Regions from separate parts of the Hordeum vulgare genome. Here region 1 is linked to region 2. The links are chromatin contacts, called in public Hi-C maps. All regions are on one chromosome and are shown on one strand. Each heading gives the region's core, a stretch centred on a gene start, on an enhancer-like site or on the middle of the called end of the contact. The rest is flanking DNA. Distances are from core to core; before and after follow the strand shown.

What was found. A called contact is a pair of places that touch in the nucleus more often than the background predicts.
Region 1: a contact with region 2 is called in a Hi-C map of leaf, with 5 times the contacts expected there. The contact joins the promoter of LOC123408794 here to the promoter of LOC123408839 in region 2. A contact is called at or near these places in 4 of 6 Hi-C or Micro-C datasets (leaf and seedling) and 1 of 1 datasets of contacts at active chromatin or transcription factors (embryo).

Annotation. Positions count from the first base shown.
Region 1 is chr7H:83,517,711-83,523,215 of MorexV3_pseudomolecules_assembly, reverse strand. It overlaps LOC123408794 (serine/threonine-protein phosphatase 2A activator), which reads left to right and starts at 2,477. Exons shown (of 2, transcript XM_045101836.1): 1 at 2,477-3,738. The coding sequence starts at 2,561.
Region 2 is chr7H:83,304,006-83,309,651 of MorexV3_pseudomolecules_assembly, reverse strand. LOC123408839 (F-box protein FBW2) reads left to right here and starts at 3,663. Exons shown (of 3, transcript XM_045101881.1): 1 at 3,663-3,820; 2 at 4,907-5,260. The coding sequence starts at 4,950.

The DNA of each region.
Region 1 (5,505 bases), core at 1,228-3,727, 210 kb before region 2:
AGAGCAAGAGCTTTGTTGCCGCAGTGGCTAGCGCATCACACGCATGACTTAGAGCTCTCGGCTTCGAATTCTAGGAGAGGTGTTGGTTCTTGCGTGTTTTACTGTTTTTTGACCTCGCGATCATGAGTTGGGCCGCCCCAGGCGAGCCACCCCTTTGCGAAAATCCAACTCCTTGACGCAAAGAGCGTCACATAGGAGGTCCCTTGCTATATCACCGCCCATTTGTGCCACTATAAAGCTTTCAAACAATGTTATTATGGCCGAATGCTTTTACAAGGCCCAATGGAAGCAGCATTGCGTCGAATTCACGAACTATCTGGGAAATGTCATTATGGCATTTGGGCCTTAAGCGCCAAATAGAGTGTCAATGGTATATGGCTCACCCCCTTTTCAGTAAACGAACTGCGCTGCCGACCCATTTCTATCCACCCAAGAGTTTTAGGATGGCTGGGTTTTTTCGTTGATTTTTTAGCATGGTTTTTGTTCGTCGTTGTTTTCTTTTGTATTTTTTTACCATTTTTCAGTTTTTATATGTTTCAGTTATTTTATATTTTTTCTAAAACTCACTAATATTTTTAGAAAATAAAGAAACTTGTTTACAATTCAGAAACATTTTAAATTTTTGCAAAATTATGTAATTCATAAAAACAATTTGAATTCACGAACTTTTCCCGGATTAATGAACTTTTTTTAAATAATTTGTTGACTTTTTCAAAATCCTGGAGTTCTTGCAACTTCCAAAAAATTTGCCAGATTCACAAACCTTTTTTGTCAATTTTCTTTGAATTATTGATTTTTTTTTCTAATTGTTTATGAATTATAAAGAAAAACAATTGGAAGTCCACTGACAACGATCCATTGGTCAAACCGATGCAGCGTTCAACCGACTGAACAGGCGACCGGGCAGGCCGCTTGGGGTACACGTGAACGCGCCAACTCACCTTTTCAAGCGCCTAAGGCACAGAATAGGACGAGACATCCTCGCCAGCACTTACGCTCCCGTCTACATGGCCCTACTCAACAACAAGCTGAAGATCTCGCTCGGCCAGTGCTAGGCGCGGGCGCGCCGGCCTGAGGGTTAGCACCGGTCGTGCAGCAGCCGTCGGATCAGGGCCCCCTGACTGTCAGATCTGCTCGCACGAGCCCTCATCGCCCCGTCATCCTCGCACGCGCTGCCGTCCCAGCACGCGCCTCGCCCCCGTCGATGTCCCAGCACGCGCCGACCGCTTCGCCTCCTCACCGTTGGTCGCCCTCACCGTCGGTCGCCGCCGGTCATCGCCTTAGCCGCCCGTCGAAAGCATCATGGATGTAGCCCGTCGGTCTTCACCTCGTTTCGGTCGCATCTCACCCCCTGTGTTGCAGACGCTGGATAAAAAGTTTCAACCGTGTGTAGAAAAAGCTTCAACCGTTAAAAAAAAGCTTCAACCAAAAACTTCACGAGGGAAAGTTGCAAACGTTGACTGAAAAAGCTTCAACTGTGTATGAAAAAAGTTTCAAACGCCGCTCCGACTCCAGCATCTCGCGTGGTCACTCCTCAAAAAGTTTTAACCGTGTATAGAAAAGCTTCAACCAAAAACTTCACGAGGAAAAGTATGATTTGCCTTGCAGCTTTTTATATGTATGATTGCAGCTTTTTTAATCAACGGTTGAAGCTTTTTTAAATAGCCGTTGCAGCAATTTTGAGTGACGTTTTGTTAACACTTGTATACGTGCGCCCCGGCCATGGCGGGCAGACGACGAGGACGACGGACGAAAGCTGGATCCGGCGATGCGGACGGTCGACGGTGGCGGAAACTGGCGATTCGGGCGGGCCGACGGGGGCAGGGACCGGCGCAGCGACGACGGCGGCGCAGGGGCGCGCAGATGATGCGGCGCAGCGCGAGCCGTTCGAGATGGGGAGGAAATCGCGGACCGTTCAGGATGGAGAGGAGCTCGAGAGATCAACGACGCGCATGCGTCCGACCGAAGCGTTCCGCCGGCGCACAGGTGGTAAACGTTTTCCATCTCGCTCACAATGCCTTCGTTTCTTTTGTATACGGTCAGTTCGGTGTTGCCCAGTCCGCCATTGACTTTTAGAAATAAAAGAAGGAGAATTTTGGAAAATTATGAATTCGAAGACAAATGCTTGTGAATTTTAAAAAGGTTGCGAACTCGAAAAAGTTGATGGATTCAAAAAATTGTTCACAAACTCAAAAAAGTTCATGAAGTAAAAAAAATGGTTTGAGAAAGAAAATTTACGAACTCAATTTTTTTCGGGGTTTGAAAATAATTCACGGATTAATGAAACGTGATTTTTTTTTTTAAAATCACGCATTAATGAGACGTGGATTTAAAAATAATTCATGGATTTGAAGAAAAATCCTTCATTTGGGCCGACCTGTCAGATCCGTCCGAAACCGAGGTAACCGATTGACGGCCCAACGGAAGCAGCCATTTCCTTTCCGCGTGTCGCAAGTTAGCAACTCCTCTTCCCCTGCGTCAGTGCCTCCCCCAAGTATCCCCTCCTCGCCGACCCAAACGAGCAGAGCTCCCCGCCCGCGATCCCCCGCCGCCGGCAGCCATGTCCAACCCCGAATCGACCCCTCAAGCCGCCGCGCCATCCACCTCCCCTCCCTCCCACGCCGGCCACACCCACACCCACACCCCGCTCTGCCGCTCCTGCGGCGCGCCCGCCGCGGCGCCCGCCCCCGCCCCCTGGACCGGGGATTCCCCGCCGCCCGCCTACCGCCCCATCCGCATGCCGGCCATCAACGCGCCCACCAACACCGCCGCCATCGTCCTCTCCCCGGTCCCGCAGCCCCTCCCGGTCCCGCCCGCCTCGCCGCCCTTCGCCTTCCAAGCCCCCGCCAAGCGCATCGCGTCCCCCGACGACATCGCCCGCTTCAAGGACTCCACCCACGGCCGCCACTTCCTCGGCTTCGTCGCCTTGCTCTCCGCCTCCGTGCACGGCCGCAAGCTCTCCGACCCGCTCCCCTCCCCTCCCTCCCCCGCCGTCTCCGCCCTCCTCGACCTCATCTCCGCGCTGTCCGCCTTCGTCGCGTCCACCCCGCCGTTCCCGCACAGCTCCCGGTACGGCAACCCCGCCTTCCGCCTCTGGCACGAGAAGCTCGCCGACTCCGTCAACGACCTGATCGCCCCGATCACAGCCACCGCCGCGTCCCCCTCGGACCTCGCCGGCGCCGAGCTCGAGCTCGCGCCCTACCTCCTCGACTCCTTCGGCAACGGCTCCCGCATCGACTACGGCACGGGGCATGAGACCAACTTCGCTGCCTTCCTCTACTGCCTGGCGCGGCTCGGGCTCATCACCGAGCCCGATTACCCAGCCGTCGTGCTACGCGTGTTTGCTTCCTACCTCGACCTCATGCGCACGCTGCAGGACACGTACCTGCTGGAGCCTGCGGGCTCCCACGGCGTCTGGGGGCTAGATGATTACCATTTCCTGCCCTTTGTGTTCGGTGCTGCGCAACTGATTGATCACAAGTACATGAAACCCAAGTCGATCCACAACCCGGATATCTTGGAGAACTTCTCCAAGGAGTACATGTACTTGGCGTGCGTCATGTATGTGAAAAAAGTGAAGAAGGGGCCCTTTGCAGAGCATTCGCCGATGTTGGATGATATCAGCGCCGTGCCCAACTGGAAGAAGGTGAACAGTGGGCTGCTCAAGATGTACAAGGCTGAAGTGCTTGAGAAGGTGCCCATCATGCAGCATTTCCTCTTTGGCTCACTTATCAAATGGTATGGATCCTGAACACTCTCTAATCATGGTGTAAGTTTAGCTGATGCCCAACTATTGGATCCTGTTAGTTAATATGTGCATCTCCTATCTACTCCCTCTGTACCTAAGTAATTGCCAACTACAATTGTCTAGGTACAGAGGGAGTAGGAAATAGACAGAGATCAGTTAGTGCTTCAGTTTCTTTCCCAAGTAAGCTTCAAAATAGCATACTGATTTCAGGGCCGAGCTAGTTCTAGTAAAGGACTCCGTTCCGTAGCTGTAGAAGGAAGACATTTTCAGGCTCATGTACAACATGAGATTATGTGCCAACTATCCGACCCCTACTGAATATCAACCATATTGGGAACTAACAGATTGGATCTGTATGCATAGTTGAGTGCTATAATATTAGTAAGAGCAAAGTGCTACCTAAAGTTTTTAAAAACTGCCAAGAACACCTTGCACGAAATTGTTTCTGTATGTATTAGGTTGGAATACAAAACTTTGTACGCACGTGCTGTAATCTTATGCTATTTCCACGTTGACATCATCTTATTAAGAATGGATTAAACCTCAGTTGATCCAATACTGATTTGACTTTTGATCTATGTGTTAGGGCGTACTAACAGAATGACTTTTCAAGACATCTCTAGGTTTTAACCAGTAAAAACATTTGCGCCCCTGTTTCTTCTTGCTGTAGTCAAATAAATTGAAATAATTTGCTAGTTTGATCGTGTTTTTCTCAATTGTTCAAGGGTCTTTTAGTTCCAGCGAACATTCCCTCCATGAGGTTCGGCTGGTTTAGGAGATCATTGAAATACATTGTAGTCAGATAAATTGAAATAATTTGCTAGTTTGATCGTGTTTTTCTCAATTGTTTAAGGGTCTTTTAGTTCCAGCGAACATTCAGTTTTGTATCTGCGTCCGTATCGTATTCATTTCTGGGCCTTTTGTATTCGTTTCCACTTCTGGAAAACATTATGAAAACAAATGCTGCAGCACTCAGTTCCTTCTGTTTTCATCCCTACCTGTAAGCTGATGTAACCTTTCTTTTTAGTAGCTAACTCCGCCACAATGCTAAAATTTCTGCAGTTTCTACATTTATTACTTTGTGATGCAAAAGAGTTGACAGAAAAGTTCTGTTCTCACCCAGTCTTGTGAAAACTCTCTTCTGGCATTTTAATGGAACTTTGAGTACATTCAACAACAGCAACAACAACAAAGTCTTTTAGTCCCAAACAAGTTGGGTTAGGCTAGAGTTGAAACCCATAAGATCTCGAAACCAACTCTTGGTTCTGGCACGTGGATAGCTAGCTTCAACGCACTCCTGTCCTGGCTAGTTCTTTGGTGATATTCTGGTCCTTCAGATAGACTATTTCTGTTGAAAGAGCAGTATAATTTTGCTGTTGTGGTTATAACGAAAATGCTATGTTAGATGCTTTCAGGTTGCTAGTATGTCCTCGGGACACCTTGGAAGCGCTAACGTAAGTATCTCTTGTAGCCTGAAAGAAAGAAGATACCAACTAACTATCAATGCCCAGATGCTTTTTCAGCACATGCTGAACTGGAGTTGATGCTATGATTTAGTGCAATAAACAGAGAAAATAATTGAATAATCTTAGCAATGCCCTCCGTCTAGGACCTCCACGCTGATATCCTGGATTGCATTAGCATTCTTCTCATGACATCGAGATCAATATAGCCATTTCATGGTCTGATATTGCATTTTGTACATTATCAACACCAATTTCCTGTACGGGATGGTTCTTGTTTTATTTTGTTTGTTC
Region 2 (5,646 bases), core at 2,414-4,913:
TCCATGATTGATCCCGCTCCAATGGTCATCCTCCTTGTCAATGCTAGGTCCTTCATTCATAAGCAAAAACAAAAGTATCTAATTTGGGCAGCATCATATGTTCAAGAACATTAGAAGGATTTCTAAGAAATGAAAGTACCTGGTAATTCAATTGGCGTGTGCGAGCTATAGTAACTGGTCCACTAGGTATAACAGGTGTAACAATGGTATCGATGTCCTCATCAGCTATTCTTTGTTGTCTAGCCCCTTTGCCGTCTGCTGGTCTAGAAAGACCGACGACAAAGATCTTTGCTGTTCGTTGCCTCCTGATAGACGACAAAGAATGTCTTTACCGTGACTTTCAGTGCCGAAAGTTGGGTCGTCAGCCAACAGACGACAAAGGTCTTTGTCGTCCGTGACCTAGTCCTTTGTAGTCTGCTATGGCACACAACAAAAAAGCTGAGTCCTATAGTGCACGGATGGGGTCCACCCACAAGGGGTCCATGAAGAAGCGCCCTTGTCTATTCCATCATGGCTTACGTCCACACGGGACTAGCCTCACTCACGTAGATTTTGCGAAGTAGGCGATCTTCTTGCCCATACAAACTTATTGGTTCAACTCTACAACATGAAGTAGGAGGCTCCCAAGCGACACCTAACCAATCTAGGAGGCACCATCCTCCAAAAGGTAATAGTTGCGGTAGAACGATGAACTCCTTGCTCTTGTGCTTCAAAAGATAGTCTCCTCAACACTCAATCACTTTCTCACAGATTTGGCATGGGTAGGAGAGATTGATTTTGTGGAAAGCAACTTAGGGAGGCTAGTGATCAAGTTTCAAATGAATGGATTGGAATATCTTGATCTCAACACATGAGTAGGTGGCTCTCTCTCTTAGAAAAATGGATCTCGCAAGTGTGTGTGTTGTGAGTGCTTCCTCTACGAACGAGAGGAGCTGGATGGGTATATATAGGCATCCCCCAAATCCAACCATTACAACATTATTGCCCAACTCGGTGACACCGAAATGAATCTCGGTGGTACCGAGTTGCACTAAATATGGCAACTTTTGAATTCTCGGTGAGACCGATATATGAATCTCGGTGGTATCGATACGACGACCTAGGGCAGTTTCCAAATCTCGGTGGTACCGATTTCAATCTCGGAAATTCCGATTCTTGAAATAGAGAAACCAGAGAGTTGGTCAGTGACTTTCAGTGCCACCGATGTGGAACTTGGTGGTACCAAGATATTAGGCTTTGGCAAAGGATCTATCACTGGGAAAATCGGTAGGGCCGAACGGGAAACTTGGTGGCACCAATTTTGTTGTGTTGGCTTGGGACAGAGATTTTTGTGAGAGAAATGTTGAGTATTTTTGGTGGCTATCTCTAAGCATTTGAGCAACCAATTCATCATAATACCTCACCCCCTTTTAATAGTATTGGCTTTCCTATGAACTAAAAAGTGATTTCTCACAAATGTAAAATGTAGAGTCCTCTTGCTTGAAGCTTGAGTCAATCCTATTGCTTTCGTTGCATCAAGGGGTTTCTCCTCACAATCCTTTAGCCAGTGCATCTTTGAACTTTTCTGAAATATACTTGGATAAGATCATTAGTTCAATGATACATATGTTATTATTAATTAACAAAACTACCTAAGGGAGAAATTGTGCTTTCAGATACACACAAGGCATTCTCTCGTGTGAGGGAGTTGCATGACCTCATGCTCTTAGGAACAGATACTTGACATGAAGAAAGCATTAGAAATAAGCTAAGTGATACGATCATAAGCTATGTTTACGGTCGGGTCTTATCCATCACTTCATTCGCCTAATGATGTAATCCCATTATCAAATGGCAACTCATGTCTATGGTTATGAAACCTTAACCATCTTTGATCAACAAGCTAGTCTAGTAAAGGCTCACTAGGGATACCGTGTTGTCTATGTATCTGCACATGTATCTGTGTTTTCGATCAATACAATTCAAGCATGGATAATAAACGATTATCATGAACAAAGAAATATGATAATAAACAATTTATTATTGCCTCGAGAAAATATTTTCAACTGTTAGGTCTCAAGACGAGCGAAGGGCTCAAGCAGTTTCAAATTGGAAAATCATGGGAAGGGTAACAGTTTTCCCGATGAATATGACTAGTGGGACATGGTCAGAAACAAATCTAGTTAGGGAAACCATAGTTAAAATTTGAAGAAAAGGTCCATCGTGAAAGTCGTTTACATTACTTTACATTACTGTAATTTGCGAGAACCATATGCATGAAAGCATCTTGTGTTTTTGTCTCTTTCAATGGCAACCGTGAATCCTTTTTTTCAATAGAGAACATTTATTCAACTGTTCACTCGAGGATTTAGATGACAGCGCATCTAAGACCCTAATTGGATAGGAACCTTATTTCCTCGTATTGGTGTATTGCATGCGAGGAGATGGGATGTTGCCATATTTTGAATGCAAAGCACGACCGCTTGATGGCGATGGCTAAAGCAAGCACACTGTTTGAATGATGATGGGCCAAATCCTAGGTCATTGGATTGTTGGGCCACAAGTGCCCAATCATTTTCAAACCCGAAAACCGCGGGAAGGGAGCGGTAGTAGGGTGGGGGGCATGGTTGTAAACAAACCTAGTTAGGGAAGTGATGGTTGAAATTTGAAATTCTTTTATGTCAAACGTCGTTTAGAAATTTGCAATCATATTTACTTTATTTTACTATAATTTGCTAGGAGCATAGATATGTAGATATTTTCTGTTTTGTCTCCTTTGATGTTAGCATTGAATTTCACTTCTTTGTCAACACGAACATTTCTCTAATTGTTCGCATGACGAACAACTACTGAACGTGACATAACGTTGGGCCCTAAGACGAGTAAAGGTCTCGAGTGTTTTTAAATCAAAAAATCGCATCAAGGTGGACAGTTGTATTGACGAATATTACTAGCATGACATTAGGAAAACATATCTACTCCTACTTAGGAAAGTAATAGTTAAAATTTGGAGGAACAAAAACATATCTAGAAAGCCTTTATGCAAACACAAAAAGCCATAGAAACATAATAGCACTTTGATCCCACATTAATTTAGAACACATCTGTCATGTACTTTCTTTGTTTTTAAATATTTTTTTTTTGATATTTCACTACGAAATACTTTCTTTGTAAACTAATATAAGAGCAACCGAACCCGCGAGCTAAAGTTGTGGTTTAACGACACTTTCCAAAACCCAGACGTCCGCTTTATAAGACATTCTGCTGATTGCCTATTCAGTTGCACCTAGCCCTTACTTTGCAGAGGGAGTACATACGGATGCATATAGACATATTTTAAAGCATAAATTCACTCAATTTGTTTCGTATGTAGTCTATATAAAAAAATATGAAGACTTAAGAGTATTTAGAAACTGAGGGAGTATCATTGAATCTGGAATAAAAAATCTACCCCACACACACCGCAGCATCACAGATAAATCCTGCGTCAACGTCAGCAATCTCGTCAACAAAATCATGACTCGCTCGCTCGATCCATGGCCCCTTCGTTTGAGCGCATCACGTTTTAAGTTAGAACACCTGCGGTCGCGTCACGTTTTCAGCTTCAGAACCGCTCCAGCCCGGCCGCGTTTTCCATCCCCGCTGCACCGCAAAAGGCACGCGCGCGCAACAAAAGGAGAAAGACTTTCCGGTCCTCTCGCCGACCACCTCACCCCTCCACTGTTACACTCAACTCTGTCTCCCTCCCCACCCCACACCCCTCCTCCTTCCCTACCGAGACGCCCTCCACAGATCCAAGGAGCGTCGCCACCGCCACCGCCACCACCTCCGCCGCGGCCCGGTAAGCCTCCTCCCTCCCGTCCAGCCACCCCGCCGCCGCCACGAGCCGGCCCGTCACCCCCCTCCCCACGGCGTCAACGTTGTTCATTCCCCCTCCCGGCCATCCCGCGAGCGAATCCTCGCCAAGGCGGGGAGGGGCGAAAGAAAAAGACGGGTCTCTCTCCATCTTATTCTTATTCGCCTCCCTTCTCCTTTCGCGAAAGAACAAAAGAAATCATGGACGGGAAAGGCCGGCCGAGCTTTTGCGCTCTTTCTCGCGAGCGCGCGTCCAGAGGCCACCAGCGTAGGCCGGCGTAGTATATAGGTTGGCGCCGCCAGTTGCCGCGCGCCACGCTTTCTCGAATTCCTCGTTCCCTGGCGAAGGGCGCTGCTTTAGATCTGCGCGCGGCGTCCTCTCCTCGCTCCTGGCACTCGCTGGTTGGTGTGAGTGCGAGTGAGGCGATGCTTAACAAAGCTTAATTCCTTGGCTGGGCTGGCTTTTGGTTGGTGCTCGCATCTTGCTGCTGCTCTAGCAGCAGCGTTTGGTTCTTGGATGGATAGGTTTCCTGATTTGGGTCCTCGCTACCAGTGACCGGCCCGCTTTGCGCCAAGAGGGGGTGCTATTTTTAGCGCCCGCGTGCGCTGCTCTAGGCGCTCTGCCATATCTGGCCTGCTTCTTGGACTGGTAAAAGAAAGCTCATCTTTCCTCCCCTTCTCCCGGCCATCTCCCCTCGGTTCGACCTCATTTCTTCCTGTAGTTCTGTTGAAGTTGCAGCGTGCGACCTCTCTCTTCGCAGCTCAGGGGAAGCTTTGCAGTTGTGTTCGTCCTGGTGTGTTTTTTTCCCTCTGGGAATTTTATCGTCATCGCTGGGTTTTATTTTTCCTGTACCTTGGTAGCTGCTCCTTTATGGTGGTCTTGCCATATTGGCAATTTATTATCTCGAAATAAATGTTGGTTATCTGGATTTTTTTTTTCATACCATAGGAAAGCACATTCGTACTGTTAATGTGAGTCACCTCGAAATTCTGAATGTGCTGCTTCAAGCCTTCAACTATGTGAACTAAGGAGATTTTATCGGAGATTCATGTATGATTGTTCCTGAAACAGGTGGATCATACAACTTGCATGATCAGTCCTGGAAGGATCAGGGATGGAAGAGCACGGTGAGCAGAGATGTTGGGAGGACCTATTGCCAGATGCCCTGGGGCTCATCTTCCGCAACCTCTCCCTTCAGGAGATGCTCACCGTGGTTCCCCGGGTTTGCAAATCCTGGAGCCGGGTGGTCTCAGGTCCCTACTGCTGGCAGGAGATCGACATCCAGGAGTGGAGCCAGCAGCAGAACAAGCCTGACCAGCTCGCCCGCATGGTTCATACGCTCGTCACTCGCAGCGATGGCTCGTTCCGCCGCATTAGCGTGTCCGGGCTTCCAAGCGACTCGTTGTTCACCTTCATCGCAAACCAGTAAGTAGTGTCCTTCTGTCGAAATCATTTTTATGTTTGATGATGCTTTGCTCTGATAAGATTTGATAACCTAGATGGGAACGGTATATTAGTTTTATTAGTTGTGAACCATTAGCTGGTGGGAATGTGCATGTTGCTGTAGTGCTTGTTCAGATTCGACAGCATCCTTGCATAATGCAGGAAGGCTCTTGTGCAAAATATGGTTTAGGTTGCCACAAGGTATAGTGGCAGGTGAAATATCATGGCTTTGTGATTGCATTATAGGAGTTGCATCACTAAGGCGGTTAGGGAGGAGAAGGGTGAGGTCGACGGAGAGGTGGGGCGGGAAGTAAGAGAGTGGTGTCCACGGTAGACGAAAGGGCGCAGGGTGTATGTGTAGGGTTTTA